7 separate regions of the Sus scrofa genome follow, and all the other regions are linked to region 6. A link is a contact called in public Hi-C, HiChIP or PLAC-seq and promoter capture Hi-C data. All regions are on one chromosome and are shown on one strand. The core of a region is the stretch at or near the end of the contact, and the rest is flanking DNA. Distances in the headings are between cores, read along the strand shown.

Region 1 (3,233 bases), core at 456-2,955, 160 kb before region 6:
AAACACATTTTCCATATTGCCTTTGCTTCCACGGACCACCAAGTGAAGTTTAACGCTAACCTACATCATAGATGCTTCATGCATCCATGTATAAAACTTTTAGTTCTGTTTTAAGATTTGTTTAACAAGCGCCAGTTTGCCTCGGGCACTGGAAATCCTCAGATTGCCTATCTGGTAGGACTCAGATAATCCCTGCTTCTTTGGATAGGACACTGCTTCCCTGCAGCCCTTTCTAATTCAAGCCTCTCATTCATATCAGCCCCAGTCACATATCCCACCCGCTTGGCAACTCCAGCAGAAAGAGAACCTCTTTCGTGGTAGTTGCAGCAAATGTCTCAGGGTTGCTTCTCACTGGACCAGGTTAGGGCACATGCCTTCCTGGAACCAATCCCTGTGATCAGGGGAAGAGAATAACCTGAAGAGGTCTAGTCCCTGGAGCTGGTGAGGGGAGGGGTATGGCCAGCCATCTTCAAATTAAATAGAATGAGAGGGGAGAGAAGTGGTTTCCCCAAAGAAAACTGAGTAGGATGCCAGGGTGGGCAACAACCACAGACTCTGCTAGAGTGTCCTCTTCCGTGCCCCAAACTGCATCCAGAATACTGATGCAGAAGTCTTTGGAAGTTCCCATGTGACACAGAGAGTTAAGGATCTAGCGTTGCTGCAGCTGTGGCGCAGGTCGGAATGCCAGCAGGGGTTCCATCCCTGGTCCCAGAACTTCCATGTGCCACAGGTGCAGCCAAAAAAAAAAGAGAGAATATTGATCCTCTTTGGATAAGTGCCCCACTACACACACCCACACACACACCCACACACCACACACCACACACACACACACACACACACACACACACACACACACACCCTCCTGCTTCTTATCCAGTTGTAATCCTTTGGCCACTCCTTGGTGACATTGTGCCTTTCACTTCTTACTTCGCTGATAGAAAGTCAGCATTTCTCTGCTCTTCTTAAAAGTGGCTGTGATTAACTTTGACATGTTTACTTGACATAAAGTTAATCACTCAACACAATGGGAACCTGAAAAGGGAGAGGCAAGGAGGTGGGGCTGGGGTACAGAGGGTGCCAGACCGGAGGAGCTGGGGCCGGAGGGAGTGGGCACCAGAGGAGAGATGAGGGTGGAAGGAAGGGGCCGGGGACGAAGAGGGAACGCTGGGGGTAGAGGGGGCGGGGATTGTAGAGCTGGGCTGGGGCGGGGAGTTGGGGGCGGAGGAGAAAAGCGGGGGGTCTCAGCGGACTGGGAAGAGAAGCTAAAGGAGGCAGAACTGGGCTACTGAGGGGTTGGGCTGGGAGGTCGGAGGGGCCCAGCCGGGGTGGGAAATAGAGGGATGGGAGTGGGAGTCAGAGGGCGGGGCCTGGGGTGTAAGGAACAGAGTGAACTTGGTGGATTCCGAAGAGTATTGGTGTCCGAACTTGGCGAGAGAGCCTGGGCCAGAAGTCTCGGCCCTCGGCCCGTGCGTGGTGAGGGATACACTGCCGAGAAGTCCGCGGCCACGGGTGTGGCTGGCGGGGGTGTGTGTATTCCATGGTACCCGCCCCCCCATATACACACACTCCGGAGTTCCAAGTCTTCGTCTCTGGTCCCGCCTCTTTCTTGGAAGTGACAGGCCGCTCGCCCAATTAGAGCCGCGGGCCTGGCGCGGCGCAGCCAACCGCGCGTCGGGGGGCGGAGCTGGGGAGGGGGCTCGCGGGCCAGGGGAGGGGGCTGGGGGCCTCGAAGGGCTCCAGAGCGGCGAGTGGCGAGCCATGGCGCTGGGGCTACAGCGCGCAAGGTACTGGGCCTTGGGGGGCAGGAATGTTAGGAATTGGGGGGCTCTTCTTGCAGCGACCCCCTGAGCCGGGTGGGGAAGACGTGAGTGCGAGCCTAGGGCGCCCTCGGACGCGCGGTTGGAGGTACATCCCCGCCTCCCCCTCCACCCTAAGGGATTGCCGGGTGGGGGCATTTCCCCAAGTCCCCTGCTGCCACGCCCCTCTAGCCTAGGGCGACTTCGGGGTCTAATCCTTGATTTCCTGCTGCTCCGGGTTCGCTTCCCCTCCTCGTAGGGGGTGAAACTCGGGGTCCCCACAGAGTTGGGGGTGGTTGCGTTTGAGCAGTTCCCGGTTTCTGCAGGAGGTATTTTCCGTCCGCATATTGACCATCTGGCCCCTGACCCCCCAGAAGTGAAGTTGTTCGTTGCCACCAGACCCGTGGGATCCTAGGGGATACGAGGTGTCTCCAAATTGAGCCTTCCCAGATATAGTCTCTAGGAAGCGAAATCCCCTTTAATTGGACCCTCCCTGACATAGTCTTCCAAACCTTAGGTTCCCTAGAACTAGGCAGAGGGGGTCACCTTTCAGAAGCCACCTGGGACCCTTCCCAGGGGCCTTTTTGTATCCTTTGGAAGGTGGGGTCACCCCTTTAATACCAGGAAAACAACCTGACCCAGTTATCAAGGTCCAATCTCTTATCTCACTCATCCACCCCCACGTAGTCCCTGAGAGGCTGGGAAGGGGCACCCAAGCCTTATTTTGGGAAGACCCCAGAGAGGTGCCCAGCCTGATTCAGGTCCAGCTGTGATGGGAGCGCCCCTTGCCACGGGCCCAGGTGGGGTCACCCTGAGCAGGGGGTGGGTTTCTGTGTTCCCTCGCCAGCAGGTGCAGATCTGCTGGGGCAGCACAGACTGGTGCTCTAGGGCCACTGTCAAGGGGTCCTCTCTGGTCATGTTTTCATGGGACCCGGGAAAATGTCCCTGACCCTTAGGTTTCCCCCATCTAATCTGAGGCGTCCAGGAAGCCTCACCCCTTCCCCTCCTCCCTGGCTTTGCAGGTCTGATTGGATCCGTCCACACTTCCATGTTTTCTAACCCCACATCTATTCCCCCCCACCACCAATTCTATTCCAGTCTCTGGCTCTGGGCCTGCCAGGGAACTCTATCCCACCCTTTCTGGGCCAGCCCTGGCCCAGCCCCTTCCAGCACCCCCTCCTGGTCGGGTGGGGGCCCCTCTTAGCTGAGCTGGGGCGCGCCCCCCTCCCCATCCAAGGCCAGCCCTTTCCTGTGGTGTCATCCGAGCCCACGCACCTCCCATTCATAACTCGCACCCCGATCCCGGACACACTCCATCCCCTCCTGCACCCCCAGGATGGCACGTAGGCCAAACAGGGTCTGGGTGATGGTGAGTGGGGCCCCCCCATACTCCCTTACCCCCATCCCTTCTTCCAGCGTGGCCTTATGCCACCC
Region 2 (3,175 bases), core at 375-2,874, 150 kb after region 6:
AACTTGTACCCAGACCCTGGACTTGAATCGTTATTGGCCAGCCAAAGATCCCCTTCCAAGATCCCCTCGGGATCCTCTCCCCACAGAAAAGACCCTCTTATGTCCCCTCAATCCCCCCAGGGTCACTCCTTCTCCCTCTAGACGGCTTCCATGCCTATCCCCTTCCTGTGGGGCCCGCTTGCATACCCAAGCCCTCTATACCCTACGAGGGGCCGGAACTTCTCCAATTACTCCATCCCGTTTTCCCGGGGCCCTGGGGCTGTCCTGGCCCCAGAGGACCCCAAACCCCCGTCCTGTCCGAGTGGCCACTCCCATCAACCCCAGCACACGGCCCCTTTCCACATGCCCGAAGCGCCCCCTTCCCCCCCACCCCTCCACCGGGTGGGCAGGGCAGGGTCTGACCTCACAAGATCCAGGAACGAATCGAGCACCTCCTTGCTGGGGGCCTTTTCCACCGAGCCGGGGGCCCCGACCGAGGCGTTGATGGCGGCGAAGGCGGCGCCCGGCTGCACCGCGAGCGCCAAGCCCACGCCGAGCGCCGACGCGAGCAGTGTGGTGACCAGGAAAAAGAGCAGCGCCCAGGCGCCCAGGCGGCCGAGCGAGCTCGGGTCCAGGCTGGCGGCGCCGCCGATGAGACTGCACACCACCAGCGGCAAGATGATCATCTTTAGCAGGCGCAGGAGCATCTCGCCCGGGAAGGCGAAGGCCGCCAGGCGCGCGGGGCCCAGCGCTAGTGCGCCGCCGGCCCCCGACACCCCTAGCCCCAGCGCCACGCCCGCCACCACTGCCACCACGGTCAGGAGCACCAACAAGTTGGCGCGAAGGCAGCGGCGCACCTGGTCCCGGGAACCGCAGCAGCCGTCTTTTCCCGCGTCCGAATCTTCTATGGGGATCAAGGCCGAGACCCCGTTGGCGGTGGGCTCCGCCGCCGCGAACGCCTTGGGGTCGGCCTTGGGCGTCTCGGCCACCATGACGGACGCCCCGGGGTTCCTTAACGCCTGGAAGCTGGGAGCACTTGGGGCTCCTTTCCAAGACGCTGACGTTCCTTAGAACGGAGTTAACAGAGCCTGGAGGCTGGAACTTTGGAAGGTTCCTTGGAGCTGCGAGTTCACGGCGCTGAAGTTCTTGGCTCTCGGAAGCGTGAGTGTTTGAGATGCCCTAGGCTGGGCGCTGGGGCTCCTCCGCTCTTCGTTTGCGTCTGGCGCTCGAAAGCTGGGAAGTGGGAGCGAGCCCCTGGGGTTTCTGGTCCTGAGGGTTGGGAAGAAAGAGTTTCTCAACCAGCGACCTAGGGTCCTTGGCTCCGAAAAGCTCCAGACGACGACCGTCTTCAAGAGGCTAGGTCCGGGTGGCGCAGATCTCGGACGCGTGGATCCGGGAGGCGGGAAACTGGGGTGCCTGGGTCCTGGAAACCGAGGGCTGGGGAGCTTGAGCCCGGGGGCTGGAAGACAGAGCTCCAGGAAGAAGTGGGGGCCAGGCTTTTGGGTCCGAGGGGTCAGAGCTCGGCCCCTGGGTCGCTAAGGCAGCGGTCCAGAATCCCGGGAGGGAACAGCTGTTAGCTGAGACCAGACCTCCCCGGCTTGCCGCGTGGCTTTCAGCCCGCTCGGCGGAAGCTGCCAGAATTAAGAACCCGGACCAGGCTTGTTAGAGCCGGGACCCACCCACGGGGCGAGCCGATTGGCTGAGGCATGTTCAGAGCCCTCCAGGGCGGGGCTTAGGCCTGAGTAGGGCCCAGCCACCCCAGATAGAAGGCAGAATAACAATAGGGGCGCGGGACCCGGGACCGGGTTCGAGGGGGCGGGGCGTTGGGAGGAGGCTTTTTCCCGCCAAAGGATCGGGTATTGGGTTGGGGCGTTTAAACTACCAAAGTTCCTGGCGTGAGTTGTTTGTACAAAGTGCCGATTATCCGCGGGGCGGCTCATCTGCAGATCAATTTAGCCTCCTAAGGGCGTCATTCCGGTCTTTTGCCCCTTCTCACAATGTCAATTCCTCTAATGTAAAATGCAGATCCCTCACTTAATTGGTGTAAGATTTAAATGAGATGGAGTGATTTATTTAACAGTGCTAATAATTTGAGGGACTTCCCGTCGTGGCGCAGTGGTTAACGACTAGGAACCATGAGGTTGCGGGTTCGATCCCTGGCCTTGCTCAGTGGGTTAACGATCCGGCGTTGCCGTGAGCTGTGGTGTAGGTCGCAGACGTGGCTCGGATCCTGCGTTGCTGTGACCCTGGCATAGACTGGTGGTTACAGCAACAATTAGACCCCTAGCCTGGGAACCTCCCATGTGCCCCCGGAGCAGCCCAAGAAATGGCAAAAAGACAAAAAAACAACAGTGCTAATAATTTGAAAAATAAAGTTTCTCGGTTCAGAGCCCCACACGTTCAATTATGGCTTTACTAGGATTGTAATCCACTTCTGTCTAGGTATGCAATTTGCAATTTATCCATTAAAATTGTAATTCAAGGAGTTCCCTATGTGGCTCAGTGGGTTAAGGAGTCACCCTGAAACGTTAGCTCGCAGATGTGGCTGGGATCTGGTGTTGCCGTGACTGTGGCATAGGCCTGCAGCTCTGATTTGACCCCTAGCCTGGGAACGTCCATATGATGCAGGTGCGGCCATTAAAATAAAATATAAAATCAAATAATAAAAATTCAGTTTAACAACTGTTAATACTTTTACTTTCACCAAATATGTCCCCGTTTTTATTATGAAAAATTTCAAGCCAAAAAAATTAAAGAATTTTACAGTAAACATCCATATACCCACTACCCAAAGGCTGCAACTATTTCACCATACTTTTTTTTCTTTTCTTTTTTTTCTTTTGTCTTTTTAGCGTCGCCTCTAAAGCATGTGGAGGTTCCCGGGCTAGGGGTCTAATTGGAGCTACAGCTGCCAGCTACGCAACAGCCACAGCAACGCCAGACAGATCCAAGCTGCGTCGGTGACCTGAACCACAGCTCACGGCAACGCCAGATCCTTAACCCACTGAGCGAGGCCAGGGATCAAACCCTCAGCCTCATGGTTCCTAGTCGGATTCATTTCTGCTGCACCAGGATGGGAACTCCAAGTCCCCATTTATTAATCAGAGTTCAGTATTTGTATGTAGTCCTTTTTTTTCCCCACAAAATGCACAAACTGTAAGTGACATTTGCTGCCTTGTGACAAATGCATATGCCT
Region 3 (3,246 bases), core at 172-2,671, 190 kb after region 6:
AGGCTAGGGGTCGAATCAGAGCTGTAGCTGCCGGCCTACACCACAGCCACAGCAACGTGGCATGCGAGCTGCGTCTGTGACCTACACCACAGCTCACGGAAACACCGGATCCTTAACCCACTGAGCAAAGCCAGGGATCGAACCCTCAACCTCATGGTTCTTAGTTGGATTCGTTTCCGCGGCACCATGATGGGAACTCCATCATCTAAGCACTTTGTTCTGCAACCCACGGGGATGACTTTTGTGTATGGTGTGAGGGAGCAATCAGATCTCCCAGCCCATGGGTGTAACCCACACCCTCCCCCAGGGTCTGGAAGGCCCCTTCTGTCTTGTACTAAATCTCCATGGATTTGTGTGTCTGTTTCTGGCCTATTCTCTCTCTCTTTTTTTTTTTTAATGGCCAAACCTGAGGCATATGGAAGTTCTCTGGGCCAGGGGTCAGATTGGAGCTGCCACAGCCACAGCCACAGCACCTGGGGATCTGAGTCGCATCTACGGCAACGCTGGATCCTCGACACACTAGCAAAGCCAGGGATCAAACCTGCATCCTCATGGATACTAGTTGGATTGGTTTCCGCTGCATCGCAACGGGAACTCCACAATGCCAGATCTGAGCCAGATCTTCAACCTACCCCAAAGGTTGCAGTAACACCAGTTCCTTACTTAACCCACTGAGCAAGGCCAGGGATGGAAGCTGCATCTTCATGGAAATTAGTTGGGTTCATAATGACTGAGCCACGACCCAAACTCCCAGTTTTTATTTCTCTTGGCCAAACAGGAGTCTGTGTGCTGAGTCATAAAGTAAGCATAATGTTTAACTTTGTGAGATCCTGCCCCATTTCGCAATCCCACCAGCAATATATGAGAGTTTGGTTGCTCCGCATGCTTGCCGGCACTTGTTTTTTTTTTTGTTTGTTTGTTCCCGCCCTTTGATTCCGGGGCCAGGGATCAAATAGCATTGACCCAAGCCACTGCAGTGACAAAGCTGGGTCCTTAATTCAATATGCCGTGAGATAACTCAACGCACTTGGTTTTCAGTTTATTTTATTTAGCTTTTTTGGCCACACCTGTGTGGCATATAGACGTTCTCAGGCCTGAGGTCAAATCAGAGCTGCAGCTGCCAGCCTATGTCACAGCCACAGCAACGCCAGATCCGAGCCTCGTCTGTAAACTACACCATAGCTCATGGCAACCCTGGATCCTTAACCCACTTGAACAAGCCCAGGGATCAAACCTGCACCCTCATAGATACTAGTCAGGTTCTTAACCCACTGAGCCACATCGGGAACTCCTCAACCCACATTCCAGATGAAGAAACAGAGGTCAGAGAGGTTAAGTGACTTACCCCAAGTCTTCACAGTGTGGATGTGGCTGAGCTGGAACACGCCTGCCTCTGTAGTTGGGAGAGTGACGCAAAGCGCTGGCACATTAATAAGAGCAGAGTCAACATGCCTGGTGCTGTTCTTGGCTCTGCCAAGGGAGCTGGTCACGGCTGCAGCCAAAGGCCATCACGCTGCTCTCAATGGGCAGGGGCTGGGGGAGTGGGGGGAGGGGGACGCGACCAGTCCAGAGGGGACCAGAAACATGCAATGATGTTTTCTTGTCACAATGGCCAAGGGCCACTGAGGACTGGCAATTGGCAGATGGAGGCAGACAATCAGGCCACTACTGGCACAGTCTCATGCCAGAAAGAATCAACCCACCCCAAGTGCCAGCGGGGCCGTGCCTGAGAACCACGAACACTGGGTCCAGTGCCTGCACTTGCAACCACCTCCGGTCTGGCGGTTATTGAGGATTCTGCGAACTTCCGCTGGAGCGCAGTGGGTAAATGATCCGGCGTGGCCGCAGCTGAGGCATAAGTCAAAGCTCCAGCTCAGGTTCAAGCCCGGCCCAGGAACTTCCATTTGCCATAGGGTGGCCAAAAAAGAAAAAAAAAAAAAGAACATGGAGTCTGGAGCCACCTGGGCTCAAAACCAACCTGGTTCAGCTGCAGACTAGCTACGTGAGTCTTTTTAAACTCGGCGATCTCCTCTGGAAAATGGGGCTACTCATCCCGTGAGGATTAAGTAAGGTAATAGGCATGGATCCTTAGAACTGAGCTTAAGAGCTGTCAATGTGGGCTAAGAGTACCACCATTTATTATATTCTTTTGGCTGCACCCACAGCATGCAGAAGTTCCCCGGGCCAAGCCACAGCAGTGACAACACCAGATCCTTAACCTGCTGAGCCACCAGAAATAACAATGCTATGATTATTTTAGTAGCAAGTGCTCAGTGTCTCAGTCTGTCACCCCTTCCAGGCTCGGGTACCCTCTGTGGGCAGAAGCAGGTGTGAATGCACCCATCCCCCAACCCCACCACCTTGCTCAGGATGAGGAGGGTTTGTTGACTATCTGACACACTGATGGCAGGGCACCGGGAGCTGCCCACGTTTCCCAGGGAAGACAGACAAGTGCTCAAAGACATGAGGCCAGGCGGGGACCACAGATTTATTGGGGGGCTCCACGCACGCACTCACAGCATCACACAATGACAACAGGCACGGGTACTCGGTACACGCGAAGTGGCCTCTGCCCGCAGTTGGGGCCCAGGGGCCGTGGGGTGGGGCTTCCTCCCTTGTGGCCCAGACCCAGCTGGGTGCCTTCCTCCTGGGCAGCTGAGGGAGGAGCCGCAGGGGGCAACGATGCCAGGCCTGGGAACGGGGAGGGAGCAGGCTGGTCCGGGGAGGGGTGAGAAGCCGGGCGGCCGCCCTCACTCCAGGGACTGCAGCATCAGCAGCTGTTTGAGCACCTTCGTCTGGCTGGTCTCACGGATCTCACCGGCCAGGAACATCTCGTCCACGACCGTGTAAACCTGAGTGAAGGGAGGTCAAGGGGAGATCCCGGGGCGATCACCCCAGAATGCTGATCTGAACCTCAGGACCTGGGGGGCGCTCTGACGCCTGACAGCCAGGGACCAGGCATCAGCAGAGGCACTGGGGCAGCTGTAGGGTTCTGGCCCACCCTCCTGCCCCCAACTCCCAGCCCCTCGGCCAGGACCCACCTTGTAGAAGTTGAACACCAGGTCCAGTTCACAGACATTGTGGAAATACTCATTTAAGACCTGGGCGAGGAAGACAGAGTTGCTGAGAGACAGGCAGGGAGGGAGACACACAGCACCAGCAACGAGGGGCATCGGGAAGCGACGGCGGAAAAAGGTCAGAAAGAAACCGAGGAAGAGGGAAAGCCCAGAGCAGAGGACACAGCGA
Region 4 (2,926 bases), core at 87-2,586, 180 kb before region 6:
GCGTGGCCCAGAAGCAGATCTAACCAATCGCCGCCCCTGTTTCTGCTCTCCGGTCCACCCCGCGCCGCCACCCGCTACAGTCTGTTCTCCACACGGCCGCCAGAGGGAGCTCCTCACCCAAGCAGGCTCACATCGTCCCATCGCTCCGGTGTTAGAATCGAAGTCCTCCCCCTGGGCCTCAAGCCCCTGTGCGATCTGGCCCCTGCCAACTCCTTCCTCCTCATTTCATGTCATTCTTCCCAGCTATCTCCAGCCCCGTGACCTCTGTCCCACAGGCAGGACCCACTCACTCAGCCTCCTAGCCTTTACCTATGCTTTACCACAGCTTACTACACTCCGTCTTCAGCTCCCATAGACCGGAGCCGTGTCCATCACCCTGTTCCTTTTCTCCATCGCTTCTATCACCATCGGAATGCATCTTGCTGACCTTGCTCCCTGCTGGTCTTTAACTCCCTTTGGGCTGGATTCGCCCTGTTCATGTGTCCACATCCAGCATCTGCGCCCAGCCTGGCATATAGTAGTAGGTGCCAGTAGTCCATAAGTTTGGGGACTCCCATTCCAAGCCAGGCGGTGTCCTGAGCGTTTTGCACGTTATCTGCTGGCTTAGTGATGGAGTAGGCCACGATCCCATTGACTTTTAGAGGAGGAAGATGAAACTGAAGCTGAGAGAGGGTGACCGCCTGCCCCAGCGCTCAGCCAGCAGCCAGAAGAGCTGGGACTGGAGCCCCGCCCCGTGCTTCACCAGGCCCTGGGACTCTAGTGCACAGGACACCTTCCTGGTGTTGGCAAAGTCTGACCCTACCTCCGGGGGGCAGAGCTCGGACTTCAGCACTTCCCCTCCTCCTAAGCATCTTCGCGCTGCCTGCACGCACCCAGCTCTAAGCCGCGACCCTGGGGGAAAACGAGGATGCTGCGCGTTGAGTAAGGCGCCAGGGGGTGTCGGCCTGGAGGTTCTAGAGCCCCATCACCCGGTCTCCCGGCCCCGCGCGCACCCGCCCCCCGCAGTCGTGGATCCAGCGTTTGCCCCAGCTCTGCACTCACTTGTAGCCCACGTCGCACCAGTGCAGCGTCCGCACGTGGTAGTGCTGCACGTTCTGGACCTGACGCCGGCATGAGGCCGGGTTATCGCAGGTGCTGCCCGCCGTGTGCGATACCACCACGTAGCGCACTGGCCGTCTCAGGTTCGCAGAGCACTCGGACGCCAGGGCCCCCCACTCTCTGCGGGACACAATGGGGATGCAGTTTGCCGGACCTCCCCCAGCAGCCCCGAGGAGGGCGAAGAGGGCGAGGAGGGCCCAGGAGAGCAGCGCGCAGCTGCGGGCCATGGCGGGCAGGGCGCACAGGCGCCTGGCAGCTCGAGGCTGGCCCTGTGCCTTTATCTGCGGGGTTGGTGGGGGAAGGGCTTGCATCACACCCCCAGGGACTTCCCGGTGGGACCCCAGATCGCTTCCTTTTCTGGTCCCGGCCGCAACAGAGTGAGGTGTGGTCAAGTCCGGGAGAGGAGAGGCGGGGTCCTGACCCCGCGGAGGTGGGGGTGGGCACTCTGCCCAGTGGTTTTTGGAAGAGCCAGGGTCTGGATCTCTGCCCTGCCCTCTCAGTGGAGCATTGGACGGCTCACCAGGAACTTAAAAAGGGAAGGAGAGGGGCCCCTGGCCTTCTCCCTTCTTCTTGCCAGGACTGAAGAAACAAAGGCTCCCATTTTAAAAAACACTTAGCCCAGGCCTAAGCCCAATGTTACTTAACCCTCACAACAAACTGAACTGAGTATTGGGAAGCCCATTTCACAGTTGAGTAAACTGAGGCGGGAAGAGGACTAGTCATGTTGCTGACCCGTGGGAGGTAGTGGAGCCTGATTCAGAGCCCAAATTCAGAGCCAGGTTGCCTGCATTTAAATTTTGGGGCGTTCCCGTCGTGGCGCAGTGGTTAACGAATCCGACTAGGAACCATGAGGTTGCGGGTTCGGTCCCTGCCCTTGCTCAGTGGGTTAACGATCCGGCGTTGCCGTGAGCTGTGGTGTAGGTTGCAGACGCGGTTCGGATCCCGCGTTGCTGTGGCTCTGGCGTAGGTCAGTGGCTACAGCTCCGATTCGACCCCTAGCCTGGGAACCTCCATATGCAGTGGGAGCGGCCCAAAGAAATAGCAAAAAAAAAAAGACAACAAAAAAAAAATTTTGGTGACGTTCCAGTGTGTGATCTTAGGCAATTGACTTAACCTTTCTGTGCCTCAGTTTTCCCCATATGCAAAGTGGGCTGATAATATAAAGCACCTAACTCATAAGTTGATTCCTTAGAAGATGTCTGATTCATTCATAGCTCCACATAAGCACCACTGGGACATATGGAAGTTCCTGGGGGCAGGGATTGAATCCAAACTAGCAGGGGCAATGCTGGATCCTTTAACCCATTGCACTACTAGCAGGGGCAATGCTGGATCCTTTAACCCATTGCACTGGCCAGGGATTGAACCCACATCTTCCCAGCAACCTGAGCCACTGCAGACAGTCGAGTTCTGAACCCACTGCACCACAACAGGAACTCCTGGGACTTTAATTGGCAATTTTATGACCACTCAGGAGATTGAGTATTTTTCTATTTGCTGCGCATTCGGATTTGCCTCTTGTCAATCGCGCATTAATCTCCATTGCCCACTAAAAAAGTGGGTTGTTTGCCTTTTTGTTATCAATTTGCAAAGGGAAGAAAATAATCCCATTCCTGGGATTGTTGAGTTGTTGGATATGCATTTTTTGTGTCTCAATTCATTTCAAAAGCATTAAAAAATAAGATACCTATAGAAAAGAAAACTTTCATAGTTAATACGGTTAATAGTATTTTAGAGTAATAGAAGTAATAGTGGAGATCTCTATTAATTTGCACACTATGAATACACAATGTAGCAAGCATGCAGGTGAGGTAAAAGCTACGTTTTA
Region 5 (3,119 bases), core at 365-2,864, 130 kb before region 6:
ATTTGTGGGGATGCAGAACAAGAAGCGCTTAGCACCAGACCCATTTCACAGTAAACGCTCAGGAAATGTCACCCTTGTGATGCTGGTTCCAGAGCCCACCCTTCCCCTCACTTCTGCCCCCTGCAGGGTACAAGACAAGCTGCTGTTTCTGCTTGTGTTGCTTCCACCATCTCCCACCCAAAACCTCCAGGCATCAGGAGGTTTTCTTTTTTTCTTTTTTGTCTTTTTAGGGCCACACCTGTGGCATATGGAGGTTCCCAGGCTAGGGGTCCAATGGGAGCTACAGCTGCTGGTCTACACCACAGCCACAGCAATGCCAGATTGGAGCCATGTCTGCAACCTACACCATAGCTCCCAGCAATACTGGATCCTTACTTAACCCACTGAGCAAGGCCAGGGATCGAACCCACAACCTCATGGTTCCTAGTCGGATTCGTTAACCATTGAGCCATGATGGGAACTCCAATGTCGTTATTCGTTTATCGTCAGTCATGCAGGGCAGGGGTCCTCCACTGTGTGTGCGAGGCTGGGCAGTGGCTGGGCAGAGAGAGCCGACATTTATTTAGTGCTCACTTTGTGCCAAGCTTTGTGCTAAATCTGTTATGTAAGTGATCCAATCGATTCCCCTCACTGGAATGCCAGCCCCGTGAAGGCAGCAAGTTTCCTCTGTCCTGTTCACTGCTGTGTCCCCCGTGCTTGGCACACACCAGGTATTCAGTAAGTTTTTGTAGGGGGGGCTGTGCCCACAGCATTTGGAAGTTCCCAGGCCAGGGATCAAACCTGAGCCTCAGCGGTGAGAACACCAGATCCTTAAGCCATTAGGCCACCAGGGAACTCCCTCCCCTCAATAACTATTTTTTGAATGAGTGATTCTCATGAAGGAGGTGGGTCTAAGTATCCCTGTTTTCCAGATAACAAGAGCTCACTGAGCGCTGTTCACAGCGCTTTACATGGATTCACTCAATTACCCTCCTAACAGCCCTGGGAGGGAGGTTCTGCTCTTAGCCCACTTTGCAGACGGACGAGGTTAGGTGAGGCACGGAGAGGTAACGTCACCTGCCCCCGGGGCATACAGCAAGTGAACAGTAGAGCCTGGATTCAAACTCAGGCAGCAACTGGCTCTGGGCTTCCTGACTCCTGCCTTAAACATCCTGGACACCTGAGGCTGAGGGAGACCGTGCCCAGGATTTCACTCCTGGTTGAATCCAGGCATGCCAGCCTCGCCAGCCATACTCTTAACTGTTTGGAAGGGAGGCCGGGTTAGGGTGCATGACTCCTGTGAATCGCTTATCTTCCGTCTCCCCCACAGGCCTGGGCCCCTCCCTGCTCTCCCTCTCCCGGGATGAGGACGCCGCCCAGTCCAGGAGCCACTTCCAGCCAGCGGCAGACTTGGCCCAGGCCCACTGAGCCCAGCCCTCTTCCCACCTCCCTCCCGCCCCCCGCAGAGAGGACGCCAATCATACTCCAAGCCGGCAGCCAACGCACAGGGTGGGGGTGCCGGGAGAGGGGTTCCCTCTCCTCTCAGGGGCCCCCACCCGCCTTGGGCCTACCTCAGCCCCCACCCCTCCGTACCCCCTACTGTCTGGGGCGCTCTGGAGTGGTCTCAGCTCAGTGACCTCTGGGAGGGGGTTCCTGGCCCCCTCCTGCTTCTCTCAGGACTTCCCTTGGGGTTCTCAATACCGGTTACCTCATCCCTTTCTCCAGCTCTCTCGGCTTTGCTTTCAGTAATCAGGGGTTGGGGAGGGTGGGGTTCAGAGCTGTATTTGCAGGCTTGGGGGAGTGTGGATAACCATCACCAGGTTTCTTTCCATCTTTCTTTCATTCTTATTTTGATTTTTGTTGTTTTCATTATGTTTTTAATCGCTGCAAATTACCTGCGGTTCATAATAATGTGGAACTCTCATCTTCCCCCCCGCCCCCGGCCCCAACTCAGGTGTCAATGGGGAGCGGGGGCCCTCTGGGTCAGATCTCACACCTCAAGATAGATTTCTGATCAAGCCCTTAGCTTCCCAAGTGGCCCCTCAGCTCTGCCCACTCCTCCCCCCTGGACTTCTGCTGGCCCCTCCCTGGCGTAGACACCAGCTCCATTGGTGGGCTTCCACTGGGGGGGGGGCCTCCACTGGCTACACCTAGGACACTTAGCTGGAGCCCCCAACCTCTGCTTCCAGACCTTAAACAGCAACACTCTATGGTTCTAGACCACACAACCCCCAGTGTGGTCTGCTTCAGGCCTTGCAGCCTCCAAAAGCTCTGATTCCAGATCTAACAGTCTTCATTTCTTTCTCGTTTTAGAATGCGCAACCTCCGAAATCGATTTTCCTGTTGCACAGTCTCTAAGGTTGTCTGGTTCTAGGCCTCACAGCCTCCAACTCCCACAGGCCCATGACCATCAGCGTCCTCTGGCTCTAGAGCTCTCCCCATAAAGATCGCTTGTTCTCGATGGTACATACCCCAACTCCTGCTGATTCTGGCTCTTACGGCCAATGATTTCCTTTGATTCTGGACCCTGCAACCCTAAGCTTTGAATTGCTTCTAGTCTTCCTGATCTGTAATGCATTTGATTGGTTCCAAATCCAGGCTTCCGAATGTCTAAATCATTTTGATTCTAAACCTCAAGATGCCCAGCTCAATTCTTTTTTTTTTTTTTTTTAATTTTTATTTTTTATTTATTTTCCCACTGTACAGCAAAGGGGTCAGGTTATCCTTAGATGTATACATTGCAATTACAGTTTTTTCCCCCACCCTTTCTTCTGTTGCAACATGAGTATCTAGACATAGTTCTCAATGCTATTCAGCAGGATCTCCTTGTAAATCTATTCTAGGTTGTATCTGATAAGCCCAAGCTCCCGATCCCTCCCACTCCCTCCCCCTCCCATCAGGCAACCACAAGTCTCTTCTCCAAGTCCATGATTTTCTTTTCTGAGGAGATGTTCATTTGTGCTGGATATTAGATTCCAGTTATAAGTGATATCATATGGTATTTGTCTTTGTCTTTCTGGCTCATTTCACTCAGTATGAGATTCTCTAGTTCCATCCATGTTGCTGCAAATGGCATTATGTCATCCTTTTTTATGGCTGAGTAGTATTCCATTGTGTCCAGCTCAATTCTTTTTCAATGC
Region 6 (3,101 bases), core at 392-2,891:
CACCTGAACCACAGGTCCTCCCCCAAAGCAGGCATCCGAGTCAGCTTCCACCAATGCAAGGGCACTAACCAAAAAGGGAACACGTTCATGTTTGGCTGCTATAACACAGTGACCCAAAATAACAGTGACTTAAGCCATAGAGAAATGTATTCCTCAAAATTCCCGTCGTGGCTCAGCAGTTAATGAACCCGACTAGGATCCATGAGGATGCAGGTTCGATCCCTGGCCCTGCTCAGTGAGTTAAAGATCTGGCATTGCCCTGAGCTGTGGTGTAGGTTGCAGATGTGGCTGGGATCTCTCATTGCTGTGGCTGTGATGTAGGCCAGCAGCTGTAGCTCCAATTTGACCCCTAGCTTGGGAACCTCCATATGCCACAGGTGTGGCCCTAGAAAGAAAAAAAAAAAAAAAAAAGTCTCTCTCTCTTGCATAAAATTTTGGCACTGGGGACAAAAAGGTGAGCTCTGCTCCAGAAAATCATCCAGATCTTAGGTGAGTTTGCTCCCATTGGTCTCTCCTCTAATGCCTACCAGGCTGTTCCATCAGCAGGCAAGGTGAGAGAAAGGACAGCATGCTCTCCACCCCCTTAAGGGCATGTCCAAAAGTTTCACATATCGCTTCTGCACACATCCTTTTTAACCACAATTCAATCAAATGACCGCTCACAACTGTTTCTGAGCTCCAGGAAACAGTCACAGTTAACCTTCACACTCTTTTCCTCCTATGGTTGGAACCTAGGCACAAGGAGTGCAAGAGTCAGGTGGTCTACAACACAATAAGACAGTGCAAGTCTGGGCTCCCCAGCCAAGCCAAGTACACTGGTCCAGCCTTACAGGAGGCGCTCAATTTAGGCTTAATTGAAGGCTGAATTAATGCCATATTCCCAGAGATCGTCCCGGGGTGGCCCCAGCTTCACAGACCTTGGGCCAATCAGGGGGACAGGCGTTCTGCACACCTGTAGAGTGTGTCTCAGGGTGGAGACACCTGGCCCCAACAGGTGGAAGTTCTAAGTAACCAGCTGAACCTTGTAGACCCCGCCAACTCGGAGGGTCCAGTTAGGGGCGGAGCTTCCAGGCCAGCATTTTGGATTGCACCATCTTCCATCTGTTAGAGGGGAGAGCCGAGAAAGAGCTTCTGCATCTTCCACCAGCCCTCTTACTACTCTCTGACTGCAAAGACTATGTAGTTGCTTCTCTAACAGTCACAGAGTTTTCCCCTTCGCCTCGTTACACCTCACGGCTCCACGCAGCCACACATTTCAGAATCCCCACCACCACCACACAGTGGCTCGCCCCAATTTGACGCATTGCAGGGAAGGCCGGACCAATCGGCACCGCGCTTTCATTTCCGCCATAACCCGGGCCCAATAGTGGCGCGTCTCACACAGGGACGCGTCACGCGCCGCCGTAAGGTGCCCCTCCGCCGAGGGGAAAAGTAAAGCCGCACGGGGGCGGGGCGCGCGGCGACGGAAAGTAGTCCCGCGCGGGTGCCCGCGCGGCCGGCCGTAAACACAGGTCTGCGCGAACCGAGAGCGAGAGATCCGCGGGCCCGGTGGTGCGGAGGGAGGCGCGGAGGGATCCGTGGGAGCCGCAGTGCGGCGACGCGCGTGCGGGGCGGGGCCGGGCGGGGCGGGGCGGGGCGCGCGCGGCGGCCGTTGAGGGACCGTTGGGGCGGGCGGCGGCGGCGGCGGCGCGCGCTGCGGGCAGTGAGTGTGGAGGCGCGGACGCGCGGCGGAGCTCGAGCTGCTGCAGCTGCTGCCGCCGCCGGAGGAACCTTGACCCCCGCGCTCCGGACACCCCGGGCCTCGCCATGGTGAGTGAGGCTGAGAGGCCGCCGAGGCCGGGGGCTCTGAGGCGGGCACGGAGGGGCAGGACCCCTGAGAGCGCGAGCGGACCCAGAATGGGGGAGCGTTTCGGCCCCAGCGAGCGCCTCTGGACCCCTCTCTGCTCCTCAGTCGGGGGCATTGGAACCCAGAGCGGGACATTTGGATCCCACAAGGGCTTTGGGGGTCTTCCAGAAGTATAGCATGGGGTAGTTAGACCCCAGAATGGGCACCTGAGTCCTCCAAGGGGGGCACTGGAACCCGGGATGGAGCATCTGGACCCTCAAATGGGAAGGGCTCCTGGACCCAGAATGAGGCGTTTGGTCCCCGAAGTGGGGTGTTTGAATTCCAGGGGAGCGAGGGAAGAAACGTTGGCTAGAGAAGGGGGTGATCTGTGCCCTGATAAAGGCTTTGGGTCCTGAGAGGATGCAGGGAAGGGGGATCGGAAGGAAGCCAGGCTGCTAGGGAGCTCCCCAAAAGGGGGCCGTGGATAACTGGGCCTGGGTGGGGAGGGGTGCTCCTGGGACCAGGGAGGTGGGGGTCACTCCTGCAGACCAGACCCTCGAGGGGAGAGAAGGAGGTTCTCCAGAGACATTGCAGAGGAAGAAGGAGGAGGGTGAGGTGCAAGCTTGGGGAGGAAGAGCCTAGGGTGGGTGGCGACAGAGGTTAGAAGATGCTCTGAAGTCTATGGGGACTGGAAAGGATTGGGGTCGGGAAGTGGTTAAAAGGGGATAGCGTGCTTGCCAGTGGTGCGGGGTCCGGGGGCCCTGTGGTTGATGTTGGGGGGCAGCCAGGGAAGATTCTGAGGTTACCAGTGGGTTAAGGCTGGTAAACTAGGACAGGAGGTTGGTTTTGGGGGGAGAGGAGTGGGGAGGAGTGTTGTGTTTGGGTTCACGAGGGGGTGGGTTTCCAAGGTGAGGGGTGGGCGAGCACTTTGATTTGGGTGGTGGAAGGAGATCCGCAGACATGTTGGAGCAAATGAATGGCAGCTGAGGTTGGCCTAGGTTTGAAGGTGGATGTGGGTAGCTTCCTGGAAGTTTCCAGGGCAAAGCCGGGACAAAGACTGCTCATTCTGGATGGGGGGCGGCTGGCTGCAGAGGCCAGAGAGAGTGGGTCTAGGGTCCCCTTCTCATAAGATGGGGCTGGGCAGAGGGCACCAGGCAGTGGGAGCCAGTGGGCGGAGTTGTTCCGGCCTCTATTGCGCACTGAAGCTGCATGAAATGGGGGTGGGGAAATCAAAGTTTGGGATGCATCAAATGAGCCAGCTTTTTAAGCCTTGAAC
Region 7 (3,240 bases), core at 36-2,535, 200 kb after region 6:
TCCGGCGTTGCTGTGAGCTGTGGTGTAGGTTGCAGACGGGGCTCGGATCCTGCGTTGCTGTGGCTCTGGCGTAGGCCGGGGGCTGCAGCTCTGATTCGACCCCTAGCCTGGGAACCTCCATATGCCGCGGGCGGGGCCCAAGAAATGGCAAAAAGACAAAAAACAACGAAAACAAAAAACAACGACTAGCATCCGTGAGGACAAAGGTTTTTATTTATCAACTTTTTAAATTTTTTTATTTTTATTTTTTGTCTTTTTGTCTTTTTAGGGCCACACCCACGGCATATGGAGGTTCCCAGGCTAGATAGGGGTCTAATGGGAGCTACTGCTGCTGGCCTACGCCACAGCCACAGCAACGCCAGATCTCAGCCATGTCTGTGACCTATAGCACAGCTCACGGCAACGCCGGATCCTTAACCCACTGAGCGAGGCCAGGGATCAAACACTCAACCTCATGGTTCCTAGTCGGATTCGTTTCCGCTGTGCCACGACAGAAACTCCATCAACGTTTTTAGAACAAGCCATGATTTTCTGTGCTTTACACATAGAACTCCTTAAATTCTCACAACAAACCTTACTAAAGAGATAAGATTATCATTCCACTTTTTACATGAAGAGACTAAGAAACGAAAAATGCAGTAAGAAGCATAGCGTTTCTTCATGCATTCCTTAAATATTGACTGAGCTCCCAGAACGCTCAACTTCCACGATCCGTACTTCCGGAGGGATCCCAGAGGAACCCCTCTTCAGTTCACAAGAACTCTGGGGTTATAGCAGTGCCCCTTCCCATCACTAATATTTCCCCTCCGGGCGCCCGAACTGACATTTGACTTGCAGTCATTTGCACAATGCTGACCTGGAGGACCAGGCCCTCGCCCCTCTCCAGGAAATCAGGGCTTCACAGAACCCACAGCAAGTCTTAATAACTCGCACATAACCTGCAGATTTTCCTCACTGCTTGGGAAAATAGCACGCGCTCCTCAGCACCGCCCTCTCTTCCGGAACGACGAAATGCAAGGTTCGGATTGGGCTAAGGCGGGCCACGCCTCCTCCTGTTCCCCAATCAATTCCCTCACTGGGTGCGCTCCCTCCTCCTCAGCTCCGTCCCACCGCCCCACGTTACGTCGCTCCCTCTTTCCTCCTCCGTTATCCCGGGGGCTGCGCTCGCGCGGCAAGCCCACCTCCCTTTGCCTCTCATTGGCTGCTCAGGTCCCGCGCGAGCGGGATCGCGCCCTTCGCCCCCGCCCCCAAAGCCGGGCCATGCCTCTCTCCCGTTTTCTCCAAGAGGCCGCGTGAGGAGGGCATCGGCTGCTTCTGGCGCGCGCAACGGTGCGCGCGCCCCCCGCGGACCACTCCCTTCGCCTCAGCGCGAGTAGACGCTGCGGCTGGCATCCCTTATCGCGCACGCGCAGTTGCCCACCCCGTTCCTTCTGCCTCGCGCTGCCTCGCGCCGCAGCCACCGCAGTAGCGGCATTTTCTTGGGGCGCACGCGCACTGCGCCCTGTGCGCCCGTTCCCTGGACCCGGCCGCTGCGGTAGCAGTGAGCCCCTCGGGCGCGTACGGGCTTTCACTTCTCCCCCACCCAGCGCGGGTTATTCCCTCGCGGCGCGCGCTCAGGGGCCGTTATCCCCCTGCAGAGGTCCCCGCACCACGCACGCGCAGTAGCGAGGGGGCACGCGCGCGGGAGCTGGGGCCGCAGGAAGGAGGTGCCGCTGCCGCCATTGCGAGGGAGGGAGGGAGCGAGCAAGCGAGGCTGGTCCGCCCTCCCCCTGGTTCCCGCCCCTCCCCCCTTCCCCTCCCCGCCCCCCGCCCCGAGGGAGAGCAGCGGAGCGGCGGGAGGAGGAGGTGGAGGAGGCGGAGGAGGGAGCCCGCGAGGGAGGGTCCGCCCGGCCCCCCGCCGCCGGAGCTGCCGCCGCCGCCGCCGCCGCCGCCGCTTCAGCCGCCGCTGGACGAGGAGCAACAGAACATGGCGCCGGGGCCGCCGTCGCCGCTCCCGGGAATCCGGAGGCCGGGGCCGCGCTGAGGACGTCCAGCTGGTGAGTGCGCGAGCTCGTGGGCCCCGGTGGCGAGGCCGGGCGCCGCCCCGTTGTGGGGTCCAGGGGAAGGCGGGGACCGCGGGGCCCGGAGCCCGCGAACAATGGAGGAGCCGGAGGGGGAGGGGAGGGAGCGGCCCCCCAGCCCCCCGGGCCCCGCCGCTTCGCGCTGTGGCCCGGCCCGCCGGGGCCCGCCTGCCCTTCGGACTTGCCCCTGCCCGCCTCAGCCCTGCTGTCGCCGCGTCTGCCCCCACCCTCCGACCCATTGGGATCTCTGTGTCTGCCTCGGCCTCCCCCTTCCCTCGGCCACTGCAGCCACTCCGCTCGCAATTCTGCGCCTCCCCTTTCCCTCTTCCTTCCCTCAGTAATGCCCCTCGCCCCTCCCGGACTCTGCAGTGCTCATGGGACCCACCTCCTCCGTGACCCTTCCGCATCCCTTAATTCTGGACCTTCACATTCTGGTTCGTGACCCTTCTGCCTTCTCCCGTTCCGCTCTCAGCACCCTGCCCCTGCCCCCTTCTTTGACCGGTCTGCTGTTACCCTCTCTTGCACCCCCTGGAGCTGTCCCTCTAGGAACTGCGGTTCCACCTCCTTGGAGATCCATCTGGGACCCCGTTTGTCTCGGCACTGCTGCCCCAGGTCTTCTCTTTGGACTTAATTCCATCTCCCTCTTGGGCCCTACTGTCTCCTCGCAAAATCTGTCCCACACCTCCCCCCCGGATACCCCTTTGGGCTCTCTGACCCCTGCCTCTCAGATGCACCTTGCCTGCCTCCTCCCTTAGTCAAAATGTGTCATTCACATCCTTTCCTCTCTTCCAGACTTTGCTGCCTCCCCTCTCTGCCCCTCGTTCAGTCTCAGATCTTGCTGTGCCCTCCAGCCTGCTTGCTTTCTGACTTTGCCTTCCGTGAAGCAGCCTCCTCCCCCTTCTCTGACCCTGCAGCTCTCATTTCTGCAATTCACTTCTCTGACCTTTCTCCCTAACTCAGCCTCTCTGCAGCCTCACGCCCTGCAGTCCTTTCTGCCCCGGTGTTGTCCTTGCCTGTTGCCTCTCCATCTCACCTCCTTATTGGCCCTCTTTTGAGCTGTTCCATTCAGTTGCCCCCTTTTCCTTTGACCTGTTTCCCCTTCAATTCTCTGCTTAAGACCTGCTTCCACCCTCTATCTCCAAGTCCTGTCCTCCACATTTTGGCTCTTCTTAGATTTGCC

Evidence for each region. Promoter capture Hi-C pulls out the DNA fragments that hold promoters and counts their contacts. A called contact is a pair of places that touch in the nucleus more often than the background predicts. HiChIP or PLAC-seq counts read pairs in DNA pulled down with a chosen protein or histone mark.
Region 1: a contact with region 6 is called in a promoter capture Hi-C map of fetal skeletal muscle, with 2.5 times the contacts expected there. The contact joins the promoter of HIF3A here to the promoter of CALM3 in region 6. A contact is called at or near these places in 2 of 5 promoter capture datasets (fetal skeletal muscle and liver) and 3 of 47 Hi-C or Micro-C datasets (embryonic fibroblasts, omental adipose tissue and retroperitoneal adipose tissue).
Region 2: an H3K27ac HiChIP or PLAC-seq map of alveolar macrophages shows a contact between it and region 6. The contact joins the promoter of SLC1A5 here to the promoter of CALM3 in region 6. A contact is called at or near these places in 1 of 47 Hi-C or Micro-C datasets (liver) and 2 of 2 datasets of contacts at active chromatin or transcription factors (alveolar macrophages and skeletal muscle).
Region 3: a Hi-C map of liver shows a contact between it and region 6, with 3 times the contacts expected there. The contact joins the enhancer-like site here to the promoter of CALM3 in region 6. A contact is called at or near these places in 4 of 5 promoter capture datasets (fetal liver, fetal skeletal muscle and liver), 3 of 47 Hi-C or Micro-C datasets (liver, skeletal muscle and subcutaneous adipose tissue) and 2 of 2 datasets of contacts at active chromatin or transcription factors (alveolar macrophages and skeletal muscle).
Region 4: an H3K27ac HiChIP or PLAC-seq map of skeletal muscle shows a contact between it and region 6, with 2.8 times the contacts expected there. The contact joins the promoter of PGLYRP1 here to the promoter of CALM3 in region 6. A contact is called at or near these places in 1 of 5 promoter capture datasets (liver), 9 of 47 Hi-C or Micro-C datasets (embryonic fibroblasts, fetal heart ventricle, fetal skeletal muscle and 6 more) and 1 of 2 datasets of contacts at active chromatin or transcription factors (skeletal muscle).
Region 5: an H3K27ac HiChIP or PLAC-seq map of alveolar macrophages shows a contact between it and region 6. The contact joins the promoter of LOC100513542 here to the promoter of CALM3 in region 6. A contact is called at or near these places in 1 of 5 promoter capture datasets (fetal liver) and 1 of 2 datasets of contacts at active chromatin or transcription factors (alveolar macrophages).
Region 7: a Hi-C map of skeletal muscle shows a contact between it and region 6, with 5 times the contacts expected there. The contact joins the promoter of ARHGAP35 here to the promoter of CALM3 in region 6. A contact is called at or near these places in 1 of 5 promoter capture datasets (fetal skeletal muscle), 1 of 47 Hi-C or Micro-C datasets (skeletal muscle) and 1 of 2 datasets of contacts at active chromatin or transcription factors (alveolar macrophages).

Annotation. Positions count from the first base shown.
Region 1 is chr6:52,341,188-52,344,420 of Sscrofa11.1, forward strand. HIF3A (hypoxia-inducible factor 3-alpha) reads left to right here and starts at 1,706. Exons shown (of 15, transcript XM_021094603.1): 1 at 1,706-1,787. The coding sequence starts at 1,762.
Region 2 is chr6:52,659,840-52,663,014 of Sscrofa11.1, forward strand. SLC1A5 (neutral amino acid transporter B(0)) reads right to left here and starts at 1,625. Exons shown (of 8, transcript XM_003127238.5): 1 at 403-1,625. The coding sequence starts at 971.
Region 3 is chr6:52,693,185-52,696,430 of Sscrofa11.1, forward strand. AP2S1 (adaptor related protein complex 2 sigma 1 subunit) reads right to left here. Exons shown (of 4, transcript NM_001244453.1): 4 at 2,456-2,852. The coding sequence ends at 2,751. Among named protein-coding and RNA genes, the nearest start is that of AP2S1, 8.4 kb to the right of the region's middle. Within about 2 kb of position 1,422, at least 12 of the 83 cell types and tissues checked have an H3K27ac peak or open chromatin away from gene starts, as enhancers often do. A contact at or near this core is called in liver and skeletal muscle, where this site is marked.
Region 4 is chr6:52,321,168-52,324,093 of Sscrofa11.1, forward strand. It overlaps PGLYRP1 (peptidoglycan recognition protein 1), which reads right to left and starts at 1,337. Exons shown (of 3, transcript NM_001001260.1): 1 at 1,042-1,337. The coding sequence starts at 1,325.
Region 5 is chr6:52,371,652-52,374,770 of Sscrofa11.1, forward strand. It overlaps LOC100513542 (serine/threonine-protein phosphatase 5), which reads left to right and starts at 1,615. Exons shown (of 13, transcript XM_003127234.6): 1 at 1,615-3,119. It overlaps HIF3A (hypoxia-inducible factor 3-alpha), which reads left to right. Exons shown (of 15, transcript XM_021094603.1): 15 at 1,310-3,119. The coding sequence ends at 1,407.
Region 6 is chr6:52,505,338-52,508,438 of Sscrofa11.1, forward strand. CALM3 (calmodulin 3) reads left to right here and starts at 1,642. Exons shown (of 6, transcript NM_001244209.1): 1 at 1,642-1,809. The coding sequence starts at 1,807.
Region 7 is chr6:52,710,178-52,713,417 of Sscrofa11.1, forward strand. ARHGAP35 (rho GTPase-activating protein 35) reads left to right here and starts at 1,286. Exons shown (of 7, transcript XM_021094622.1): 1 at 1,286-2,036.